Regions from separate parts of the Mus musculus genome. Here all the other regions are linked to region 2. The links are chromatin contacts, called in public promoter capture Hi-C maps. All regions are on one chromosome and are shown on one strand. The core of a region is the stretch at or near the end of the contact, and the rest is flanking DNA. Distances in the headings are between cores, read along the strand shown. Region 1 overlaps Chst5 (carbohydrate (N-acetylglucosamine 6-O) sulfotransferase 5). Region 2 holds the start of Ldhd (lactate dehydrogenase D). Region 3 holds the start of Chst5 (carbohydrate (N-acetylglucosamine 6-O) sulfotransferase 5).

What was found. Promoter capture Hi-C pulls out the DNA fragments that hold promoters and counts their contacts.
Region 1: a promoter capture Hi-C map of embryonic stem cells shows a contact between it and region 2. The contact joins the enhancer-like site here to the promoter of Ldhd in region 2. A contact is called at or near these places in 2 of 39 promoter capture datasets (embryonic stem cells and pre-B cells), 2 of 115 datasets of contacts at active chromatin or transcription factors (both in embryonic stem cells) and 1 of 9 other capture datasets (liver).
Region 3: a contact with region 2 is called in a promoter capture Hi-C map of stem cell-derived epiblast-like cells, with 2.3 times the contacts expected there. The contact joins the promoter of Chst5 here to the promoter of Ldhd in region 2. A contact is called at or near these places in 5 of 39 promoter capture datasets (cranial neural crest, embryonic stem cells, hippocampal neurons and 2 more) and 1 of 115 datasets of contacts at active chromatin or transcription factors (embryonic stem cells).

What each region holds. Positions count from the first base shown.
Region 1 is chr8:111,888,588-111,892,409 of GRCm38.p6, forward strand. It overlaps Chst5 (carbohydrate (N-acetylglucosamine 6-O) sulfotransferase 5), which reads right to left. Exons shown (of 2, transcript NM_019950.2): 2 at 548-2,414. The coding sequence starts at 2,399. The coding sequence ends at 1,212. Among named protein-coding and RNA genes, the nearest start is that of Tmem170, 14 kb to the left of the region's middle. Within about 2 kb of position 1,889, at least 25 of the 459 cell types and tissues checked have an H3K27ac peak or open chromatin away from gene starts, as enhancers often do. A contact at or near this core is called in embryonic stem cells, where this site is marked.
Region 2 is chr8:111,628,989-111,632,644 of GRCm38.p6, forward strand. It overlaps Ldhd (lactate dehydrogenase D), which reads right to left and starts at 1,348. Exons shown (of 11, transcript NM_027570.4): 1 at 1,251-1,348; 2 at 955-1,067; 3 at 618-759; 4 at 293-434; 5 at 1-157. The coding sequence starts at 1,322.
Region 3 is chr8:111,908,019-111,911,852 of GRCm38.p6, forward strand. Chst5 (carbohydrate (N-acetylglucosamine 6-O) sulfotransferase 5) reads right to left here and starts at 2,181. Exons shown (of 2, transcript NM_019950.2): 1 at 2,114-2,181.

The DNA of each region.
Region 1 (3,822 bases), core at 639-3,138, 260 kb after region 2:
AAGTATAGCTAGAGATTATTGCTGCTAGGACACAGAGCTATGAAAACCTGAATTACCCACTGCAGCCCCAGGGCAAAGAGCTAATCCAGCTCCTTCCTTCATTTCTCCTAAAATGTGACCTTGAATAAGTCCTCTTACTTTTGTTTGTTTGGTTGGTTTTGGTTTTTTGAGACAGGGTTTCTCTGTCCTGGAACTCACTCTGTAGACCAGGCTGGCCTCGAACTCAGAAATCCACCTGCCTCTGCATCCCAAGTGCTGGGATTAAAGGCATGTGCCACCACACCCGGCTTCCTCTTACTTTTTTAAAAATTTTATTTATTTATTAATATTTATTTACTTATTATATGTAAGTACACTATAGCTGTCTTCAGACACTCCAGAAGAGGGAGTCAGATCTTGTTACGGATGGTTGTGAGCCACCATGTGGTTGCTGGGATTTGAACTCAGGACCTTTGGAAGAGCAGTCAGTGCTCTTAACCGCTGAGCCATCTCACCAGCCCTTCCTCTTACTTCTTAAGATGCTTTTCAAACACAATAGGCTATAATCTGGATCACGCAGCATATTTATGTTTATTTCCATAAATTAGGATCTTTCATCTCAGGACAAATCAAAGATTCATTAAAAAGCCATCCTCCTCAGGTATGGTTGTGTGTGTGCCTGGATTCCCTTCTAGAAGGTCAGGCAGAGAATCACAGAGGGAAGCATCGTCTCATTTTCCTCCTTGACCAGGCCCATAACTGTCCAAGTCTATGATGGACTGAGATACTAGGGCGTGGCAGTGAGCAGAGGTCTGGGTGAGCCAACGAGAGGCAGGTGCACAGATTTTAGGAGCCAGCCCACAGCCGCGCCTTTCCCGCACTCCAGAGCAGGCCTGGGACCCCATTCTCTGCGATTGCATGGTATGATCAAAGAGGGGAGAGAGTCAACGAGAAAGGAAGTGCTTTAGTAGGAGGCTGGCTGCCTCTCTGAAGGAAGTGGGCACAGCTTTTGCTTTCCATTCGATAGTACTTGGTGGGAATCCAAATCCTAAAAGACCCAACCGAAAACTACAATCTGGACAGAAAGAGATGTGGGATTTGGACTCCATCCTTTCCTAGTACAGGACAAGATCACTCACACTCCCAGCTACTTGCTTTTGGGTTCTCCAAGCCCTTTCTTTATCATACTCCAATAGACCCTAATGTTATAGCTGGGTCTCTCCACTAAAATTCTAAGATTCCGGTTGCTTCTCCGTGGACGATGCCCACTTGAAACTGTCCATGCCTCTTGGCAGCAGGAGGTCCAGAGAGAGGTCCCTTTGCTCAAGCTCCGAATGCACAGACCGGTAACCCAGCAGCTGCAGTGCACCCCCGCACAGTTCCTGGACCCGGCGAATCTTGGCAAAGGGCAGCGTGTGGCGCCAGGCCTGGGATACACTGAGCGCATCCCTGGATGTGGTCTTGAAGGCTTCACGGCGCGCGCCTGGCCCTGAACCATGCGTGATATTGTGGATCCAAGTCTGGAGCTGCGGCGTGAGACCCAGGCCGGTGAAGGCATAGAGTTCACGGATTACGGTGAGTGGGTCCCGGGCCAGATCCTCGTAGCGCACCAGGCGGTAGCGATCTTGCAAGAAGGGCGGCGGCTTGTGCAAGGCTGCCTCTGCGATGCGCACATGGCTGCGGCATACCTCGTTGACCACGCGCAGCCGGGGGTCCGCCTCCACCCACGTGCCGTTGGTACCCAGGACGATGCCATTGTCCCGTGCCAGCGCCTTGGCTGTCTGCTCTCGGGAGCGCAGCACGGCCCGCGGGTCGCGCACTAGGTGCACGATGCGCAGGTTGAGCGCAGGGTCGCTGAGCAGCGGGTAGAGCACCTGTAGGTTAAAGAAGCGCACCTCCTTGAGCACGACGTGACTATAGGAGCTGCAGGCTTCCTGAGCCAGGCCGAAGGGCCGCGTTGCGCACAGAGGCTTACACACCTCCTCGCTGCTGATGTTGCCACGAGCGAAGGCTTCGCAGACCGGAGGTGAGCACAATGCGCGGCTCACCGCCCACTGGAAGAGATCCGAGATGTTGCGGCGCCAGGGCAGGTAGGCATCAAATACGTCCATGTCGCATAGGAACACTGAGCGGATCAGGTCACGCACGGCCATGTGGAGTGCGGGGGCACTGCCCTGCGACAACGTATCCCAGACGTGCCAAGCCGGCTCCATCAGGTAGAAGACATCGGGGTGTTGGCTGAAGAGCTGGCCCACGAAGGACGAGCCCGAGCGCCACGAGGACAGTACCAGCACGTGCACACGCTCCCCAAGGCCTGCTGGGGACGATGGCACTTGCCGGGAGACCAGGAAGACCAGGATGCCAGTCTGTACCATCAGGAGCGAAAGCATGACAGTGCTGGAGAAACGGGGTAGCCGCATACCTCTGGCTAGGGCCTAAAAAAAAGGAGGGGTAAGGTTAACTGTGGCCTGAACTTCTGCCCAGTGCAAGCTGCACTCTGTGTGAATTTGCAAGAGGACCCTAAACTTCTACTTCTGCCTCTGGCTCCTAAGTGCTGGTATTTCAGGTATGTATTACCACACCTGGTTTAGCAAATACTAGTTTTTCAAACAAAGTTCCTGCCTTTTGCTTAAGAATCCCTCTTACGGAGTCACTGCTGGGTGATTGGCCATGTCTGAGCTGCCCGGGCTTTTGAGGGTCCTGCCTCTTTGCTTCCTGCTCTGTGATCGTAGGACCAGGCAATCTCACTAAACCTCTATTCACTCATCTGTTAAAGGGGGATAATACAAGCATCTGGCTTCCAAGATTTGCGGGGGACGACTCAATGAAGCTTAGGCGAAGGAGAGTGTAGTAACACCCGTGGTTTAAGACTGGAACACCGTGTGCTTCCGTGTTGTATGACTTTTTTTTTATTAGCAAACAGCACTATTTTTGTTATTAAAAACAAGCAGGGTGAAGCCAGGCGTGGTGGCTTTAATCCCAGCACTCCGGAGGCAGAGGCAGGCAGATTTCTGAGTTTGAGGCCAGCCTGGTCTACAAAGTGAGTTCCAGGACAGCCAGGGCTATACAGAGAAACCCTATCTCAAAAAAACCAAAATAAAATAAAATAAAATAAAATAAAATAAAATAAAATAAACAGGATGGCTGGAGAGATGGCTCAGCGGTTAAGAGCACTCACTGCCCTTCTGAAGGACTTGAGTTCAAATTCCAGCAACCACATGGTGGCTCCCAATCATCTGTAATGAGATCTGATGCCCTTTTCTGGTGAGTCTGAAGATGCTGTGCTGTGCCTGAGATGCACAGCTTACTAAGATACACGGTCTCTGGTCCCTTCCCCTCTGTTCTTTGTGTGTATGGGGAAGTGTGGGTGTGAGTATATAGGAGGTCAAAGGACAAAGACAATTTGGGGGAATGGGTTCTGTCCTTCCATCATGTGTATTCCTACAATGTACTTACATAGAATAATAAATAAATCTTTGGGCTGGAGCGAGCAAGACCAGAGCAAGCAGAGGTCAAATTCCTGGAATACACTTAAAGGCTGTCTTTCCTGCTGATTCCGGGGCGTCTTCCTGGATCACACACCCAGCTCTAGAAAACCCGGAAGACAGGGAACCGCCCCCTGTCTGCTCTGCACGAGGCGCCAGATGTGCCAGCAAGCACTTGTTGCTTTATGCACAGCCATTGATTTAACATAACTGCCCCTGCAGCAGACCTTATGACCTCTGAGGTTTAGTTGGAGGATTCGAGGCTTAGAGGGGAGATGCAGGCAGGGTTAGCTCAGGACTCCAGTTTGGAAGTCCCTGGAACTTCCCATGGCAGTCTGAAGGTTTACTCCACTTCAGA
Region 2 (3,656 bases), core at 98-2,597:
TAATGGCGGCCCCGGCCTGCGGTGTGAAGCAGCCTGCCGTCAGGCAGCACTACCTCCAGGTTAATCACGTTGTCCCGCATGGTTCCATAGCGCACAGCATTGGTGCCCGAGGCCCCGGTGGCTGCCATGCCACACAGAGAAGCATCTGCGCCTGGGTCTAGAGAATGAAATGCTGGAGAGGGCAACTGCAGAGGCCCTTTCCCTCTTGTGGGAAAGATGGGGCCCTGTGAAATCCCTCAGACCACGCCCCCAAGCCCTCGGTCAGGTACTCTGTGGTTAGTCCAAGGCCTACCAACAGGAAACCAAAGGCCACTGTCACGCAGGTGGGTATTGAGAGCTTTACGGGTGACTCCAGGCTCCACCACCACGGAGAAGTCTTCTGTATTCAGCTCCGTGATCTGGTCCATATGGGTCAGGTTGATGCACACTCCACCCTGGTAGCAAGGGAGTCAAAAACAGCTGCCCAACCTAGGTCTCTAGGCCCGAGGCAGCCCGCTAGAGCCCCATTTTATGGCTGAGGCCTGCAGCAACCATACCAAAGCTCTGGGATGGCAGGTGAAGAGAGCTGTAAATGTGTCCTGTATAATGGGACCAGACCCAGGGCACCCCCACTATACCTGCACAGCACAGACTCCCCCCTCAACACCGGTGCCTGTGCCAAATGGGATGATGGGAACACCTTGATTGTAGCACAGGCTTGCCACTCGGCTGACCTGGTCCACATTCTGAGGCCAAACCACAGCATCAGGAGGTTGACACCTAGAAGCAGGCAGGCCCAGAGGTTTGAAAAGGATGGAAGCTTCTCACCCTCTCTTATCCAGGAACCTGCAATGGTTTAAGGACCCAAGGACAGGGACCTCAGCAGATCAGGGCAGAGAGCACCTCTCCGTGTAAGGATGCCAGAACTCCAAACAGGTGACCAGAGAGACAGGGACCCTCAGTCCCTTCTGATACCTGTGCATCGATTCATCATGCCCGTGTTGCTCTCTGACTGCAGAAGCAGTGGACACGTGGGGGCTCCCTACAACTGCCTTCAGAGCCTCCACAAAGTCCTGGCTGAGTCCACCCTGCAGGGGAGAAAAGTGCGAGGGGGTCATCGGAAAGACAGTCGGAGGGAGCCACAGACCTGCCCTGTGGCCGGGTGGGAAGAATGAGGGGCTGGTCAACCTGCAAGGTGACGTCACTGAGCCCCGAGGACATTACGTCGGGCTCTCCACCCTCTGGGACCCCATCCACAAGTAGACTTATACCTGCGACCCCCTGGAGCAGAAACTCCTCCAGGGAGACAGCCTCTGGGTGGCCACCCGAAGGAGCATGGCCATAGCCAGACCGCAGCTAAGGGGAGAATAACTAGGCGGAGAGGAAGCCTTGCCAGCCTGCCTCTCGCTGTGCCCAATAGCTGCCCTGGGTGGAGCCTGCTTAAGGTGGAGCCGGTTTAAGGTGGCCTCTGCAGATCTGGAAAAGAAGGACAACAGCTACTTCACGTGTTACAAGTCAACTAACTGCTGCTCCCCGAAGAGCCCTCCAAACAAACATCGTGTACGGAGGCTTTCAAGTCCCACCGGGCACTCGGACTTTGTCTTCTACACTTCCAGCCTCTTCTTTGATCTCTAAGCTGCAGTTTTCCTTTCCATTCCAGAGCTCAGGCCGGCCTGCAACCTTGGCACATACACTGTGCCCTACTCCCTGAATCATCTCCTGACTCCCTGTCAGGCAGAGCCTTCCTCACCTTGCAAGCCTCAACAGCATGCCACAGAGTAGACTTGCCACCATGACCACGAAGAGGGAAACTCCAGAGGTCATTCTGGGACAGAGTGGGTAGCATAGTGCAGTGCCCAGAAAGGCCGCCTTGCAGAGGAGTGCTAAGGAAAAGCAGGGAAGGAGATTAATTCCAAGACCATCCTGTTGGTTCCAAACAACTCCCACAGCAATTCCAGAAGAGCCTTTGCTACCACCACTGAGCTAAACTACCTCCCAATGACTCTCTTCCTTCCGGTCAGGAATACAAACTCCTAATTTATTTAGTTTTTTTATCCAGCTTTATTGTGTCTGTGTGCATGATGGAGGAACATACGCGCCACAGTGCATGCGTAGAGATCAGAAAACAACTTCGTGGAGTTGGTGGTTCTCTCTTAATTCACCAACCACATTTGGATGAATATGTAAAAAGAGAAAATCATGCCAGCCAGGCCTTATGGTATGCACCTGTAAACCCACACAGAGAGTCTGAGTTAGGAGGAGGATGAGATGAAGCCAGCCTGAGCCATAACAAAAGAAAACAAAACAAGACAAAATGACAAATTTAGTTATAGGGAATGGGGTGGTGGAGAGATAGCATCAGAGTTAAGGGCACTGATTGCTCTTGCAGAGGACCCGGGTTCAATTCCTAGCACCCACATGGGATGACTCACAACCATCTGTAACTCAAATCCCAAGCAGGGAATCAAACACCCTCTTCTGGCCTCTGTGGGCCAAATACACAGGCAAAACACTCATACCTATAAACTAAAAAGAAATCCTTAAAATAGCAAATTTAGTTATAGATCTAATTGCTTTTATTTGCTCTTTTTGGATTGGGGCACCCTCCAAGACTACAGAATTGAACGAAACCCCCCAGCGGACAGTGGGTTCTCTAAAACAGGGACAACAGGAGGGGAGCTGATGGGTTGAAGTCAATCTGGCCTTCCTGGTAAGGTTAAAGCAGATGGGACACTCTGTCGATGTCGTGGTACACACAGCTCCAGTGTCACGGACTGAGCACTGTTACGTTTTGTTCTTATGAAACATCCCACACACTTCCCACTACCACCCTCCTTCTCAGGGATTCTCTCCTTACAATGACTCAGACTGGAATTTATAGTTTCTGGGAACCTTAGCCTGATGGGATCCTACATGTTTCCTTACAGTTTTGTTCGGATTGTGTGGCATTGAGCGCAAGTGACTCCATTTTGACTTGTGTATGAGTTTCTTTTCTCATACTGTGACAGAAAGAAGAAAAGAAAAGAAAAGAAAAGAAAAGAAAAGAAAAGAAAAGAAAAGAAAAGGGAGGGGAGGGGAAGGAGGGAGGGGGAAAGGGGGAAGGGAAGGGAAGGGAAAAGAGAAGAGAAGGGAGGAGAGGAGAGGGGAGGGGAGGGGAGGGGAAAGAGAGGAGAGGAAGAGAAGAGAAGAGAGGGGAGGGGGGAGGGGAGGGGAGGAGAAGAGAAGAGAAGAGAAGAGAAGAGAAGAGAAGAGAAGAGAAGAGAAGAGAAGAGAAGAGAAGAGAAGAGAAGAGAGAAGCTCTGCCGGGCGTGGTGGCGCACGCCTTTGATCCGAGCACTTGGGAGACAGAGGCAGGTGGATTTCTGAGTTCAAGGCCAGCCTGGTCTACAGAGTGAGTTCCAGGACAGCCAGGGCTATACAGAGAAACCCTGTCTCGAAAAAACAAACAAACAAACAAACAAAAAAAAAGCTCCCCACCTGACTGATAGCAGGCTTTTCCTTTTCCCATTATGAGATTTCCAGGGAAATTCCAGTTTCTTGTGGTCCATCATCAGGGACGTGTGGAGATCCAGAGGCCATGAGGAGGGAAACTCGAAGAGGTTCTTCCAGGGCACCGCACACTGTAACAACCCAGCCTACTCGAATTCTCTGATAGGCAGAGGTAGAGGCACAGATCG
Region 3 (3,834 bases), core at 931-3,430, 280 kb after region 2:
GGACTTGTCTTAGGTGATGCTGAAGGCTGTCAGTACCATCCAGTATACTCCTGTCTGTGCAAATCTACATGGCGTGTGTCCTCCAGTGAGGCTAGAAGCTGGACCCTGTTCCATCGGAGGGACCAGGTTACTTAATCTCTCTGTGCCTGTTTTTTACTTTAGATTGATAAAACAGAGGACATAGTATCCCTAACTTACGGGCTCCGACTCAAGACGGGGATGCTCATATTTCTAAAGCACTTAAAATAACACTAGTCTTAGCCGGGCAGTGGTGGCGCATGCCCTTAATCCCAGCACCTGGGAGGCAGGCAGATTTCTGAGTTCGAGGCCAGCCTGGTCTACAGAGTGAGTTCCAGGACAGCCAGGGCTATACAGAGAAACCCAGCCTCGAAAAACCAAAAAACCAAAACCCAAAAAAAAACCACAAAAAAACCCAAACAAACAAAAAACCAACCAACCAAACAAACAAACACCCCAAAAAACAAAAAACAAAACCACTAGTCAGGTGATCTTGTGATCTGAGTCATAATTATATTATTCTATGAACCTAAGAGAAATTCCTCACATAAGAAAACCCCTAGCACAGCAGTCCAGACAGACTTTGATGACCCTCTGACTCTAACAAAAGGCAGCTAGTACAGGCAGAGAAAACACAAGTGCACACAACACAGAAGACTGAGAAATCATGGCTGGAAGCCTGGCTTTTGGGTTCATAGCCTATGTCAGATTCCTTCGTAAAATGAGACTAGAACGAGTCACCCCACCCACTGTCTTCTCTTCCCTGTATGTAGCTCTTTCTGCACCCGGGCTTCCAGTCAGCCTAGCCCCAGCCTCCCCCCCTACCCCCCCCCCCCCCCCCCCCCCCGTGTTCGAGCCTCAATTCCCTCATCTTTAAAAAGACAGCATTTAGCCGGGCGTGGTGGCGCACGCCTTTAATCCCAGCACTCGGAAGGCAGAGGCAGGTGGATTTCTGAGTTCGAGGCCAGCCTGGTCTACAAAGTGAGTTCCAGGAAAGCCAGGGCTACACAGAGAAACCCTGTCTCAAAAAAAAAAAAAAAAAAAAAAAAAAAAAAAAAAAAAGACAGCATTTGGTGTATTTAGCTAAGAGCATGGCAACACAGTCCTGTAATCCCAGAATTTATGAGTTGGAGGCCAGGCCACCCTGGGCTACAGTGACAGCCTGGACCGTACCAAGTAATCAGGCCTCAAATCCCAGAACCCTTAAGCCCTCCTTCCGAAGTGTGGGGGGAATTGAATTTGTTTCCCCTTCCTGCTATGTATTAGGAGGAAAGAGAAAGGAACATTTTTTGGGGTGCGCACAGCACATACTGCGGCCAAGAAAACCCACTGCTGTGTCCAAGACTGAACATCGAAAAGCCAAGCCACTAGACCCAAATTCTAGATCTGGTTGCAAACTAATTTTTTTCTTCAGCATTCTGTGACAAAGCTCTTGAGCAAGCTTAAAATGATGCACTACTAGTGGATGGGAGAGGGAAAGGAGGGGTGAAGCCCCTGGCGGACTGACCATTTCCAAGAGCCCTGCGAACCATAACTTGTCACTATGACACACATTATACACAATTCACTCTCGCCACCAAGCCTGGCTAAGCTGTCAGACCGGTGAGCTACGAGAGCTGCGTCTCCAGTTCAGTCCAAATCCCTCCTTGAAATGGAACATCCCACCTGGAGACCTGATTACTCATCTATACCCGAAAGCTTGGAGTTTGCCCACGAACTGGCCCTGCCGCCCAGAGGAGAACCGCTCTCTCCCCAGGCTCAACAAAGACTCCTAGGACTGGTCCCTTCCGATTTCTACCCCACAAGCAGTCCTTCTTCCCTGGGAATCCACGGGGACAGACTCCGTTCTTACGATCCCACAGCGAAGAAGGGACATCCAGTGACATCGGCCCGGGAATCTAGAGGGCACCGATGGGGTACTAACATATAAGAAACACTTGGAGAAAACCAGATAGGAATCCCGGAAGAGCAGTAAGAACGAGATGTTGGGGTGCAGGAGTCCTTAGTTATCCTTAACCTTAGTTATCACGAAGACCCGGGCCCCCCACCCTGGAGCAGGCACCCCGTCCCCTCCCCCGTCCCGGCCCCGCTCTACCTGCGCTGCCCGCTGCGCTTCTGCGCTGCGCACCCAGGGCGCACACAAAGAGCCGCTCAGTCGGTGGTGGCTCTTTGCCTGGGGCCGCCGGCGGGAGCCAGGGCGGGATCGGAGCAAGGAGGCAGCCAGTTGGCCTAGGGCTCCTCTATCCTTCCCAGGCGTGACCGTGGTGGGCCACGCCCGGGGGCGGGGGAGGGGGGCGAGGGCAGGAAGGTGGAGGACACAGGTGGGCTCCCGGAACACTGACCGCCCCCCACGGGGTGGGGTGGATGGATCATCAAGCCTGCTGGCAGAGCCACCGCTCGGCCCCACTAATGGACCGAAAATATCTGTCCCGAGGGAAGAAGCTTCCAGAGGACAAAAGGCCCTTGTGCAGGAAATTGAATCTTTATCTTGCCCCCTCCTCTGAGGGTGGCATCTTTGCAACTATCCAAACAGACACCTTGATGCCAGGGGGACCAGGATGCCTCCTAAACAACAGCGGAGTCGGGAGGGGCCGAGGGAACAGGTAGTTTTTGCAGCTGCCATCCCCTTCGGGTACACGCCTCTACCCAGAGGTGCAGGTCCAGATAAACACTGGACACATCGCAGAAAAGAGATTTCTCCTCTTAACAAGTAATAGGGCAGAGCCCAAGCATATGCAGAAGGCAGGGCTTTGTGGGAGATTTGTAAATCCGTGGTGGGGGTTCAAGTCCCTTCTGGGAGCCTTTCCGGGCTTGCGGCTTGGCAAGATAAAATTAGGATCCTTAACCATGACCATGAGTTTTCTGAGCTAGTAACTTCTTTCTGAATCTATCTTAAGGAAATAAACCAACAATGAAGATTTATATATAACTTTCAAAGAAGTGGTATTTACCACAGGGGGCGGGGAAGCTACAATGAGCACAAAAATAAATAAACAAATAAATAAATAAATAGCTGCATTCTAAGAGAATGCTGTCTACTAACTTCTGGGTAAAGTTAGATGGCGGTTACTTTCTTCAGAGCTGGGTGGTAGCAGCACAGGCCTTTAATTCCAGCACACGGGATGTGAAAGTGGGTCTCTGAGTTCGAGGTCAGCCTGGTCTACAGAGTGAGTGCCAGGACAACCAGGGCTACAGAGAAACCCTGTTTTGAAAAGTAAAACAAAAATTTAAAGTCAGGTTTGGTGAATCATTCCTGTAATTAATTCCAGCACTTGAGAAACTGAGGCAGAAGGATTACCTGAAGTGTAAGACCACCCTGGGTTACATTCCAAGACCCTGTTTCCATAACATTAAATAAGTTTAATCGAGGCTCGTGAGATTTACATATTTTCTCCAGGAGACACTTTTAGAATTTACCTGGCCAAAAATGTACAAAACTTACTTTGAAATGCATGAATGTGAAGAAGTGGGGGGGGGGGGGGAGAAATGAACAGAGTAGGGGGGACCCAGGCCTCACCTCACTCAAACAGAATCTGAACGGATCAAGTGACAAAATCAGACCTTTCCCCATCCACCTTCCCGGGATGAGTAATCAACTCAGACTCTGGGTTAGAGCTCAGCTGCAATTCTGTATATATTTCCACTATTTTTCCTTTTGCCATTCTGTGCCAAGTAGGCTTAGAACCACCCAACATCTGATCTGAAAAGCTGATACTCACCAAACACAGTTGTAAGTTTCCAGCCTGAGCCTCCCACTTGCCATATGGATTCCAATGAAAAAAAATCTTCTGTTACTAGGGGACTTTTGCCAAAGAC